2 separate regions of the Sus scrofa genome follow, and region 2 is linked to region 1. The links are chromatin contacts, called in public Hi-C maps. All regions are on one chromosome and are shown on one strand. Each heading gives the region's core, a stretch centred on a gene start, on an enhancer-like site or on the middle of the called end of the contact. The rest is flanking DNA. Distances are from core to core; before and after follow the strand shown.

Region 1 (6,265 bases), core at 1,083-3,582:
GCTATACATTTCTCAGAGTCTATGTCCCCGTCTTGAACATCGGATCCACAAGGGCAGGGAACGTCATCCCAGAAGAGGGAACAGCATGTGCAAGGGACCTGAGGTGGAAATGAACATGCAGGGTAGCACTTGGTGAGGCTGGAGCTGAGTGGGGTGGAGGTGCTGCGGGCGGAAGTGATTTGCGATGTGATCAATCCAGGCAGATGGTGGCCACGGGGGAGCCCCAATCCTCTTACCCAAAGCTCCTTAATACTTCCGCCACGAGGGTCACCTCCCGGCCTCTCCTGCTCTGGGTGGCTGCCATGCCAGGGCGGGCGGTTGAGGAGGGCATGGAGGGCTGGAGCCCAGCCCCTCCACTCTACGAGGAGTACCGTCCGCCACCACTGGACACCATCCGCCTGCCCAGGTACGTGCTGTACCTGCTGCTGGCTGCGCTCCTGGTGGTGGCTGTGGCCTATGCCATTGTCGGGCATCTCATCAAGGACCTCGCCCACGACCTGGCCGGTGAGCCGCTATGCACCACGAGTCTGGCTTGGCCTAGTGCTGGACCACTGGGCGGGGGGTGGGGGATGAGGGGGTGGTCCAAGGGCCTCTCCTGGCCAGGGAGGGAGCCAAGGGGCGTGGCCCCACCCTGGGAGGCTCCTGACCAGCCTCCCACCCATAGACTGGCTTTTTGGCCCGAAGCCAGACCAGGAGGACGCCCCCCGGGAGCTGCCGGAGAGCCCAGAGGGCGAGGATCTGGAAGAGCTGGACCTGCAGCTGGCGCTGGCCTGGCGGGGTGACGAGGATGCCACCTGTGGGGGTGGCGAGGGGGCCCCTGCAGAAGCCCCAGCCCGCATGCCCCGCCGCCCCTCCATCACCTTCAAAGATCCACCATCCCGAAGCTCCTTCTGGAGGCTGGGCTGAGCCAGGGGAGCCGGTTTAAATGCCGTTGTAGAGATGGGATGTGTGCCCATCAGAGCCCTTCACTTATCTGCAGCTGCCTTGACAGAGAACATCCTTGTTCTTGGCTGGCAGGCGCCAGTGGTTGGAGGCTGGTTTATTTCCAACACTCCTGCTCCCCCTGTATTCCCAGAACCTAAGCTACCCAGCCTCCTCCAAGCACTTGGCAACCTGTAAACCGAAAACGCTAAGAAGCTTTTTAAAAATAATAATAATTATAGTGGCCAATCCTTAGCTAGTGCTTTGAATGTGCTGGCTGTTGTGCTAAGCAAGCCCTTTCCTTGTATTATTTCACTGAATCCTCTGAGGTAGGACTTATCGACCCCATTTATCAGGTGGGAAAATGGAGGCACACAGCCCAGGAATGACTTGGTCGGAGGAAAGAGAACATTTTGCTGACCGAGGCCAGCCCATCCACCTGCCTTGCAAAGCAGCAGAAGACTGCTCCGCTGTGCTCCTCCGCCTCGCACAGCATTGCTGGCTCTGCTGCAGGGCTGCGGGATCCAGCTGTCTCTGAGGGTCTTGACTTCCCAACTGGCGGCATGGAGATTTCCTTCCCTCCTGAGTTTTGCACAGGACAGGGCACACAGGGGGAGCTTCACCTGTGCCTGCCTTCCTGGTTGCAGTCAACTTGTCCCGGAGCTCCGCGGAGGCCGTTGTGCACAAGGACAGCTGTGATCAGACCTCAGGAAGGGAGGGGCTCCGGAAATATGCAGGCCCTCTGGCCCTGCACTGTGGGAGCCATGGGGCTGGCATCCGCCAGCCCCTAGGGGCCCTGCCAAGGACTCAGGCCTGGAGAAGGGCCTCCCCACCCTGGCCTTCTTGCCACGTGCCTGGGCTGTGGCTGCCCCGTGGCAGCTGGGGTGCGGTTCCCCCTTCGCCCGGGCAGGCCCCCCTATCTAATCAACCTGGGATCAAGGTTGACAGGAGAGCCTAGAGCCTGAGTCATCAGCTGCTCGGGCGGCGAGTGGCGGGGGGGGCATTCTCCGGCCCCACAGGAGTGGCTGGGCTTGGAAGTGGACTGTGGGCATGTGGCCCATCCCTGTGCTCAGCCCTGAGCTGGCTGCAGGTCCCCAGGGCTCAGGGAGCCGGGGAGGGGGGGAAAGCGGTATAAGCAGGTGGTGAGGGAGCCCACGTTCATGTCCCAGCTCCAGCTCTTTTTGCCGGGCCTGGTGCTCCTGGCCTCCACGGCTGCTCTGCAAAGTGCAGGTGGCAGCATCTCCTGGGGTGTGTAGAGAGGCAAACGTAATGATGGGAAAACACACTGAGTGGGGAAGGAGGGTCAGGGCCGCCTCAGCAGGGAGCCTGGAGGACCATGAGGCTGGCGGTCCTGGGGCGGGGCACCAGGATCTGAGTTAATTGTTACGCAGGGTCCAGAGTCTGCCCTCCAGGAAGGCGGGGGAGAGGGGATGGGATGCCAACCAGGTGGGGCACAGGGAGGGCCCCTGCGTTGGACCTGCTCCGCCTCCAGACCTGCCTGCCCCCTTATCAGGGGCTGGGCAGGGTTTCCCCTGGCTCTGACCAGGACTGCGCACTCCAGCACCCTGGCTGCTGGTTCCTCGGTGCCATGGGGACCCTGGAGACCCTTCTTCTGCTCAGCGCCCTGCTCCTATCGCCAGCTGAGGCCCAGCAGGGTAGGGCTCTAACCTCTGGGGCTTGGGAGGGCGGACGGGGGAGGAGGGGTCTGGGGATGGGCTGGGTGGGCCATCTCCCCATCTGATGAGAAACTGAGGCGCCTGATAGGAGGGGCAGGTGGAAGAGGAATGGGGTCAGGCCCCTCTCGGAGGCCCCCTTCCTAACTCCAGCCCTGAGAGTGTCCCCCCAAAACACCCCTCTGAATCCCAGACCTTTTCCAAGACCCCTCTGTCTGACCATTCCCAGCCCCCTTCTCCCTCTCTCCTTTTGGGAGCTCCCTACCCTTGCCATTTCTGAGTCCCCTCCCCGCCACCTTCCAACAGCCTCAGAGTATCGCCTGAAGCCCTGGCTGGTGGGCCTGGCTGCGGTTGTGGGGTTCCTGTTCATCGTCTTTGTCCTCATGCTGACCAACCGTCTCTGGTGCTCCAAAGAGAGGTGGGAACCCCTTTCCCCAGCCTCCTGGCCGCCTATCCCTGGGCCCCCCTCCCCCGCCCTTCCCCCTCTCTCCAAAGTGCTGGGCACCTCCTTCCACTTTATGATCCTCTCTGGTCCCTTTCCCCATGTCCCCATTTCCCTGCTCCACCTATACCCTACACCGAGGACAGCCATGTAGTACACGTTTTGCTTCCTGGAGTCCCCCCCCGCCCCCAACTTGGGGGAGACAGACTGAGGCTGTCCCTGCTCTTGCCCTTCTCCCAACCTCACCCCTCCATCTTTATCTCTTCTGCAGAGCTGAGGATGAAGAGGGGTCCATACTGAGAATGAATACCAACCCGTATGAGAATGTGGACTTGAGGTATGCCTGTGTGGTGTGTGTAGACATGGGGGGTGGTCAGGGGGGTCTGTGTGAGTTCCCTCCTTAGGAAGGGCTCCTTAGGGGCTCTCCTCAGGGGAGGGGTAGGTGTGCAAGATGACCTCTGTCTGTCCTTGAACACCTCAATAACATTCCTGCCCCAGGGCCTTTGCATGTACTGTTGATTCTGATTGATAACACTTTTCCCCATATCATCTGGCTGGCTCTGTCCCTCCTTGAGTCCCTGCTCAGATGTTTCTTCCTCACAGAAGCCCACTCTGCCCATCAGCCTTCCTGACACTCTCTATCCCACAGCCCTGTATCTTTCTCTGAACATTCTGCCAGCTGAAATTATCTTTGTCATTTATCAATTTCTCAGCACTAGAGAGTGGCTTTCAGTAGGTGAATTAGCTTTGGTCCTGGCTGTGTCCCCAGTGCCCAACACAGAGCCTGGCACACAGTAGGGTCTTAACAAAGACCAATTGAACAAGTCTATGGTGTGGGATTGTGTAGGTGTCTCTGCACAAGTGTGTGAAGTGGTGTGGATGACACTCTTGGATTCAGCATCTCCCATGGTCCTGTTTCCAGACACGATTCTGACAGAGGGCTCAAGGATATGGTCAGGGCTAGGGGCTCTGCTGGGGCAAGATCCCAACTTGGGCAAAGGCATGAGGACAGGAGTAGGAGTGCAGGAGCTGGAAGGAGACTATCCTAGAAGAGTCTCAGCTGAGCTCAGGATGCGCCTGAGGGAGAGGTGCAGGCTAGACTATGCTTTGTTTAAGACCCAATTCAGCCCTAGTAAAATGTAATTCCTACTCTGAGGATGTGTTGAAGGTTCTAGATCTCACAGGTGCCCCTAATTGGTAGTGTTCTCCCAGCCTTGTTCCTTCTTCCTTCCATCCATCCATCCACCCATCCATCCATCCATCCACTCATCCATCCATCCACTCATCCATCTACCCATCCATCCCTTCATCCATCCAGCCAGCCAGCCACCCATCCAACTATCCATCCATCCATCCACAATCCATCCATTCACCCATCCATCCACCTATGCATCCACCAATCCATCAATTCACCCACCCATTCATCCATCCATCAACTTATGCATGCATTCATGCATGTATCCATCCACCCATCTACCAGTGCAGCCATCCCTGCCTCTACCCATCCATCATCGATCCATCCATCCACCCACTCACCCATCTGCCCATCGATCCATCCATCCACCCACTCACCCATCTGCCCATCCATCCATCCATCCACCCACCCACTTATCCATCCATCCACCCATCTACCACCCCTTCATCTACTCATCCATCCATCCATCCACCCACCCACTTATCCATCCATCCACCCATCTACCACCCCTTCATCTACTCATCCATCCATCCATCCACCCATCCACCTATCCATCCATCCATTCATCCATCCACCCATCCATCTATCCTCTCATCACTCATCCTTCCTTAGGGCAATTGAGACTTAGTTTCTGCCTTTGTAAAATGGAAAAAACAATGCTGACTTGTTAGGGCTGTTTTGAAGATTAAACAAAGATATATAATATATTTTTTGTAAAACACTCATCACAAGGCCTGCCATAGGTAAGTGTTCATTAAGTGGGAGTGACTCTGTTCCTTATTGTGGTCTGGGGCCTTTGTGTTCCTACAGTAAAGAAGGCAAGAAGGAGAAGAAAGAGAAAGAGAAAAAGACTAATAACAACAAAAAGGCTGAGGACAAAAAGTCCAAGAAGAAAGGAGAGAGCAACTTGGGGCTGGAGCTGGAGGAGAAAGAGGAGCCCCAGGACGAGGAGAAAGTCAAGAACACGGCCATGTGAAGACTCCACAGCCACCACCTCCAGGCAGCCCCCCAGAGATGCCACTTCCACGCCCTAGAAGCTATGACCTGGACGTGAAGCCAGCACAGTGACTTCATCTGGGGTTGAGAGTACAGTGCCCTGAATGAAGACACTTGGGACCCACCCTCCCCCCTCAAGGAAGGCTCTTTGTGCATTATGTGGTCTATATGTGTTATGATTGGTTCTGCCTGGTGATTCTTCTTGCACTTGAAGAGCATTCCTGGTTACCAAGAAACCCCCAAGCCGCTGCAGTCTCATGGCTCCACTTGCTTCTACCCACCGTCTGCTTTCTTTCCTCTCTGCCTGATATCTGTCAGCCAGAACTTCCTCCCTCCCACTCAGCCTCAGGACCAGTATTGGCCAGAGGCTGCCTCTTGGGGAGCCTTTCAGAGGGCTCCCATCATCCCTCGGGACTTAGTTTCTGCTGTGGGAGACAGGGTGGGGGCAATGCCCCGGCAGGTGTGGGAGACCAAACTCCACAGAGCCCAGATGCCCAGGGCAGATTAAACGCTCCCCCTGTGATCTTGATTCTGTTGTCCTGAGTCCTGGACTTTGAGCCTGAAGGCCTGTCTCCTAGGAAATCCTTGCTCCCCCCCCACCCCAGGGTTTTGGGTCATGTGACTCCATTTCTGGGAACTGGGTCCTGGAGGGTGGAGGGCCCCAGGGTGCACTATCTTGGGAAGAGACAAGCACTCTCCCCTCCCTGTTTCCATCTACCCTGTTTTCTCCCCCCTCTTCTCACTTTCTCTGGGCCATGGACCTTGCCCTGCATGTTAACCATTTCCTGACGAGAACTCTGATAAAGACTGGCAATTGGGGCTCCCTTGTGGAGCATGTAGCGGTGGGGTTGGTACAGGAACCAAACTAGAAGGCAGGGAGTTTCTGTCTGAGGACATCCCAGGATGGTCCACCAGGGGGCAGAAAAACCATAAATTAAAAAATGTAGCAACCGCCGTAATAGGTGCTGGGGCTGAACACCTAGCACCCTTCTGGTCTCAATCTCTGTCAGTAGGCATTTAGTCCCACTTTCCAGGTGA
Region 2 (6,265 bases), core at 1,381-3,880, 120 kb after region 1:
GAAGCGCAGGCTGAGCCGGCTGCCTGGGGTGCAGGTCCAGGGACCAGACTTCCATGGCCCTGAGCGCGGGGCTTTCTCTAGGGGGTTCAGAAGAGGGTGCGGGGGGCTCTGGGAGCTGGAGATCACAGCGAGCGGGATGCAGATGCGCTCGTCTGAGACACACCAGGCTGGTCTCCTGCAAGTGGCCACCCACAGCCCAGGGAGGCCGTGTGTGTGTGTGTGTGTGTGTGTGTGTGTGCGCGTGTGCGTGTGTGTGTGTGTGTGTGTGTGTGTGTGCGCGTGTGCGCGGTCGTCCCGTCATACCAGCCGTGGATTTGTGAATGAGCCTCTGATTGGAATAGTCTGATCAGGACGCCCCCCTCCCACCCCCGGAAGGAGTGTGGCTTGTGTTGTCTCCCCCCCCAACCCCCCGCCTCTTTGCCTCCCATCAACTCCATCAGGGAAGAAAGCCCAGGGGCCAGAGGGTGTTGGGTGTGTGCAGCAGGGGGCCTGACCCTCCCACCCACCCACCCACCACCCAGGGGGCTGGCCAGGAAGGTGCCTGCGAACTGGCCCTGAGTCCTCATTAAACCCAGGGGCGGGGGGTAGAGGGTGGCAGCAGAAGGTGGGAAGAGAAAGCTGCTCTCCAGGCACAAAGAGGGTGGGATACAAGGGCTGGGATTGTTGAGTCCTGGCTGTGTGATCTGGGACAAGTCCCTGGGCCTCTCTGAGCTTCACTCTCCAGGTCTTAAAGATGTCAGGTAATCGCTGAGGACAGGAGTGGGCTTGGGGTTCGAGACAAAACGCAGAAGCCCATAGGAGGGAATGTGACAGGCATTATTTCACTTTTTCTCTCCCCTCTCCCAAATGCTGAGCAGCAGCCAGCCAGGGCAATGTCTTTGATCTCACCCTCTAATCATCACTGTGCATTTATGGAGCGCCAAGTGGGTGCCTAAGCTCCAGGAGAAGGGGCCGTCGCTGGTCTATGGGGGTGGAGGTCCTGGCCTCACACTGGCAGCAGGAGGGCCTGGAGAGGGACAATAGGCAGGACTTTAGGCCCTGTGAGGGGTGGCCAGGAGCTCTGAAATGGCAGTGGTGTGCTCTGGCTGCAGAGCCTTTGGCCTCTGGGATCCAGCTGGCCCTTCAGGCTGCCAATAAGGAGTGGACAGAGGGAAGGGGAGATGTTGGCAGCAGGCACTGGCCACGAATGGGCACCTAAGCTGGTCCCTGTGGAATCTGGAGTGAGGACAGTGGCAGGCTAGGAATGCGGCCGCCCCAGGACTTCCCCTTCTGCTCTCCCAACAAGCTGGAGGATTCTTCCTAAATCTCGGCTCCGATGAGTTCCCCTCCTGCCTGCTGCCCTCCATGCTCCCCAGTGTCCCCAGGTTAAGTAAGGCCTCTACTGGGACTGGGCCCAGCCTCCTCCTTGTCCTCCCTGCCTGGCACACCTTCCTCCTTTTTGTTACTTGGGGACTCCTATGCACACTTCAAAACCCAGCCCAACATTCCCCACCTCCCCCTGAGGGTGAGAGGGAGAGTTAGACAGAGATGCAGAGAAACAAAGATGAGACAAAGAAAGAGACAGAGATGGAGAGACAGAGTGAGTGAGAGACAGAAAGAGAGACACCCTGTCCACTGTCTGGATTACACACTCTTATCTCCTCCCTGAGGGGCTTGGATATCAGTCACCTTTTCCTCAATGAAAAGATATTGTGTGACCCACGCCCTTCAGCCCCAGGATCTGACCCTGAATACACGGGACTGAAGGTTTCTGTGCTGGGCCTGGGGACTCCTGGAGGACAGAGCCCGGGTCCGAGCCCTCCAGCACACAACAACCTCCAACGATCCCTGACAAAGTGGGAGGGTGTGGATTAGACCCAATTATTCAGATCACCACTCTTAATGGCAACTGTTTTCTTGAGCATGTACTCCACACCAAGAGCCATGTGAGTTCAGTACAGATGGGAAAACTGAGGCTCAGAGAAGGTTAGTCAGGAGTTCATGGACACAGAGCGAGTAGGACTCAGGTCTGTGATTGGGGGGATGCTGAATCCCTATCCAGCTCCCAGCCTCGCCTCCTTCAGGTCTCAGCTCAGAGGACCCCTCCTGAGGCAGGCTCCCGCCCAGCCCCGTTTGAAAGGGATCCCCATCTGCACCGGTAGCTCCCTCAGCCTTGTTTTCCTTTATCACTGTACTTATTGCTTGTCTGTGGCCTTCAGGGGGACAGGGTGTCACCTCTTGTCCGTCTTCTTCATGGCTTTGGCCTCAATGCCTGGAACAGTGCCTGGCACAGAGCAGGCGCTGGGTAATCTATTTGTTGAATGAATGAATGAATGAATGAATAACGGGTCAGGGTTTTGCAAACACTGGCATTTCCTGCTGACTCTTCCCAAAGGCATTTTCATCTTGGCACAAAAGCTGCAGGTCTGGCAAGGGGAGTGGGGGTGGGGCGAGGGCTGGGCATGGCTCCCATGGCCTGAGCCGGGCCACGCCTCAGCCAGCTCGCCCCACGGAGGCCAGCAGGGCCCAGCCCAGCGGACGCGGTTCGCCCACATGGAGGCCCCCGCCCCGTAACTATAATTTGCCTCAGTACCTTGTGGTCGAAGGAGACAATTACCCCACAGATGTGCGGTTGGAGTGAGGCATTCAGACGGCGGGTCAGAGCCCGGGCCTTGGCGGAAGGCAGATGTGGGAGGTGGCTTTCAAACGGAAAGGGAGAGAGAGGGAGCCTTCACAGAGAGACACAGAGGCCAGGAGAGACAGAGATGGAGGCGCACAGAAAAAGCCACAGAGAAAGAAATGGAACGAGAAAGGCCTAGAGACGCAGTCGCGCCCTGTCCCACAGAGCAGGTGGTGAGGCTGCTGGGTCACCCCCTGTACAGCCAACAGAGAGGCCTGGGTTCTTGTTTGTTTTGTTGGTTTTCTTGGCCGTGGCCACGGCATGTGGACGTTCCTGGGCCAGGGATCAAACCTGCACCACAGCAGTGACTCGAGCCACGGCAGTGACAACCCCACATCTTTAACCCTCTGAGCCACCAGGGAACTCTTGAGAGGCCTGGTTTATCAGCGACATTTCCACTCAAGGAAACAGAGAACCCTGAGGACAGCTCAGTGCCCAAACCTTCGGCAGCAGCTGAGCTGGGTCAGGGCCCATTGAGGGCCCCCTAGCACTTCCCCCCACTCCGTGTCTGTTGCCCCAGCTGCAAAAGGAAGAGACAAGGTAGAGAAGCCTTCTCAACCTCCCGCCACACACAGACCCCCACTCCCCGTTCTGCCTGGGTCCCAGTAGTACTGAATATTTTTCTTTCAATCCAACAATTTCTGGGAAAAGACTTAGAATGTGTTTAAAGAGAAAAGTTCAACTCATCACTACAGGCTGCCACCAGTCAAGGTCAGCTCTAAAGATAAATACAAAAACAAAAACCTCCCCAATCTTGGAGTTCCCATTGCGGCTTAGCAGAAAAAAACAAACCCGACTAGTATCCATGAGGATGCGGGTTTCATCCCTGGCCCCGCTCAGTGGTTTAAGGATCCAGTGTTGCCGCAAACAGTGGTGTAGATCGCAGATGTGGCTGGGATCTGGGGTTGCTGTGACTGTGGTGTAGGCCGGCAGCTGCAGCTCTGATTCGACCCCTAGCCTGGGAACCTCCATATGCCACACCTGCGGCTCTTAAAAAAAAACCACCTCCCCAATCTTATCCAAATCTAACCAGAGGTCAAACCTGAAGCCCGCTCTGTCTTTGCTAAAAAGATAATCAAGTATGAAAAGAGGTGTTGTAGACAGGTTGGGGCCACCTGAAGGCTGTAGGACATGATCAAATGATCTAACAGGTGTATAACTGGAATCCCAGAAGGACAAGGAAAAGCGGGCTGAAGAATATTGTAAGAGAGAATGGCCAATAATTCTCCAAAATTAAAGACACCAAGAAGTTCCCTGGTGGCTTAGTGAGTTAAAGATCCTGCATTGTCACTGCAGTGGCTCTGGTTTCAGCTGCGGTGTGGGTCTAATTCCTAGCCCAGGAACCTCCACATGCCATGGACGTGGCGAAGAAAAGACACCAAATCACAGTTTCAAGAAACTTGGAAAATAACAGATGGACTACATATTCCCCCAAACATATACCCAGATATGTCATACTCAAAACTTGCAATTTAAAAATGAAGAGAATCCTTAAAGGCAGCCAAGGAGAAAAAGACTAAGTGCTGATAGGAAAAGACTGTCCACTCAGAGGTTTATGCCTAGTGGAAATATCATTTGAAAATGAAGGAGAGGGGTTCCCGTCCTGGCACAGTGGTTAATGAATCCGATTAGGAACTATGAGGTTGCAGGTTTGATCCCTGGCCTCGCTCAGTGGGTTAAGGATCCCACATTGCTGTGGCTCTGGCGTACACCGGCAGCAACAGCTCCAATTAGACCCCCTAGCCTGGGAACCTCCATATTTCATGGGTGCAGCCCTAGAAAAGACAAAATAAAAAATCAAAATAAAAAATTAAAAAAAAAGAAAATGGAGAAGCAAAGGCTTTTCAGCAAACAAAAGCAGGAAATTTGGAGTTCCCATTGTGGCTCAGTGGGTTAAGAACCCGACTAGTATCCATGAGGATGCAGGTTCGATCCCTGGGCCCGATCAGTGGGTTAAAGGAGCCAGCTGTGGTGAGAGCTATGGTGTAGGTTGCAGATGTGGCTCGGATCCCACGTTCCTGTGGCCCTGACGTAGGCCAACAGGTGCAGCTCGAATTCGACTCCTAGCCCGGGGACTTCCATATGCCACAGGTGCAACACTAAAAAGAAAAAAAAAAAAACACCAAAACAACTGAGGAAATTCATAAATAGCAAGACATCTGCTTTAAGACTTAGAGAAAACTAAAAGGATGGGCAAAATATACCAAGGACACAGTCATTTTTAAAATATTGGAATACCACTATATATAAAATAGATGAACAACAAGGACTTACTGTATAGCACAGGGAACTATATATTTTTTTCATTAGTACCCAAGGCATATGGAAGTTCCTGAGTCAGGGATCGAATCAGAGCCATGGCTGTTCAACATAGGATCCTTATCCTGCTGTGCCACAGAGGGAACTCCTATATTCAATATCTTGTAATAACCTATGATGGAATAGAATTTGAAAAAGAATATATATATATACACACATATACATATATATACACATATATATATATACATATGTATCTGAATCACTTTGCTATATACATGAAACTAACATAGTGTGTAAATCAACTATAATTCAATGAAAAACATTTTTTAATTAAACAAATGCTAAGTGGCTGTATTAAAATCAGACAAAGCAGACATACAGAGGACATATATGGATAAAAGGGCCAATCCACAGATCTTGACTATATATGCATTTCACCATATACGACCAGCAAACAACCTACAACATACAGTTAAGATGCACGAAACAAAAACTGACAAAGCTGAAAGGAAAGCTGACAAATCTACAGTTATACTTGGAGACTTCAAACTATGTGCCCAGCAACTAGAAAAGTAGACAGAAAATCTGCAAAGATCTAGAAGGCCTTGCTACATTATCAACCAACTTGAAATGACATTTCTAGAACACGACCCAACAACAGCAGAATATACATTGTTTTTAAGTTAACAAGGGCCATTCAACAAGATGGACCATATTCTTTAATTATACTCACCAATGTAGATCATAAAACGAACCTTAAGTAGTTTCCGCTGTGGGGCAGCGGCTTAAGGATTCCACGTGGTCACAGCTGTGGCTCAGATTTGATCCCTGGCCCAGAAACTTCCATATTCTGCAGATGTGGCCAAAAACCAAACCTTAAATTTAAGAGACGTCATCAGGCAATATTACAGAGCCACAGTAGTCAAGACAGTGTGGTACTGGCACCAAAACAGACATACAGACCAATGGAACAGAATAGAGAACCCAGAAATAAACCCAGACACCTATGGTCAATTAATCTTCGACAAAGGAGGCAAGAATATAAAATGGGAAAAAGACAGTCTTTTCAGCAAGCAGTGCTGGGAAAACTGGACAGCTGCATGTAAATCAATGAAACTGGAACACACCCTCACAAAAATGGCTCAAAACTCAAAATGGCTTAAAGACCTAAATGTAAGACAAGACAACATCAAACTCCTAGAAGAGAACATAGGCAAAACATTCTCTGATATCAACCTTACAAATGTTTTCTCAGGTCAGTCTCAATCAAAGCAAAAATAAACCAATGAGACCTAATCAAACTGACAAGCTTCTGCACAGCAAAGGAAACCATAAAAAAAAAAA

What was found. A called contact is a pair of places that touch in the nucleus more often than the background predicts.
Region 2: a contact with region 1 is called in a Hi-C map of omental adipose tissue, with 2.0 times the contacts expected there. The contact joins the enhancer-like site here to the promoter of SMIM24 in region 1. A contact is called at or near these places in 2 of 5 promoter capture datasets (fetal skeletal muscle and skeletal muscle), 4 of 47 Hi-C or Micro-C datasets (embryonic fibroblasts, mesenchymal stem cells, omental adipose tissue and 1 more) and 2 of 2 datasets of contacts at active chromatin or transcription factors (alveolar macrophages and skeletal muscle).

What each region holds. Positions count from the first base shown.
Region 1 is chr2:75,176,516-75,182,780 of Sscrofa11.1, forward strand. It overlaps SMIM24 (small integral membrane protein 24), which reads left to right and starts at 2,333. Exons shown (of 4, transcript XM_021084123.1): 1 at 2,333-2,576; 2 at 2,901-3,012; 3 at 3,308-3,373; 4 at 5,042-5,756. The coding sequence starts at 2,357. The coding sequence ends at 5,207.
Region 2 is chr2:75,297,426-75,303,690 of Sscrofa11.1, forward strand. No RefSeq gene overlaps it. Among named protein-coding and RNA genes, the nearest start is that of NFIC, 38 kb to the left of the region's middle. Within about 2 kb of position 2,631, at least 14 of the 83 cell types and tissues checked have an H3K27ac peak or open chromatin away from gene starts, as enhancers often do. A contact at or near this core is called in embryonic fibroblasts and omental adipose tissue, where this site is marked.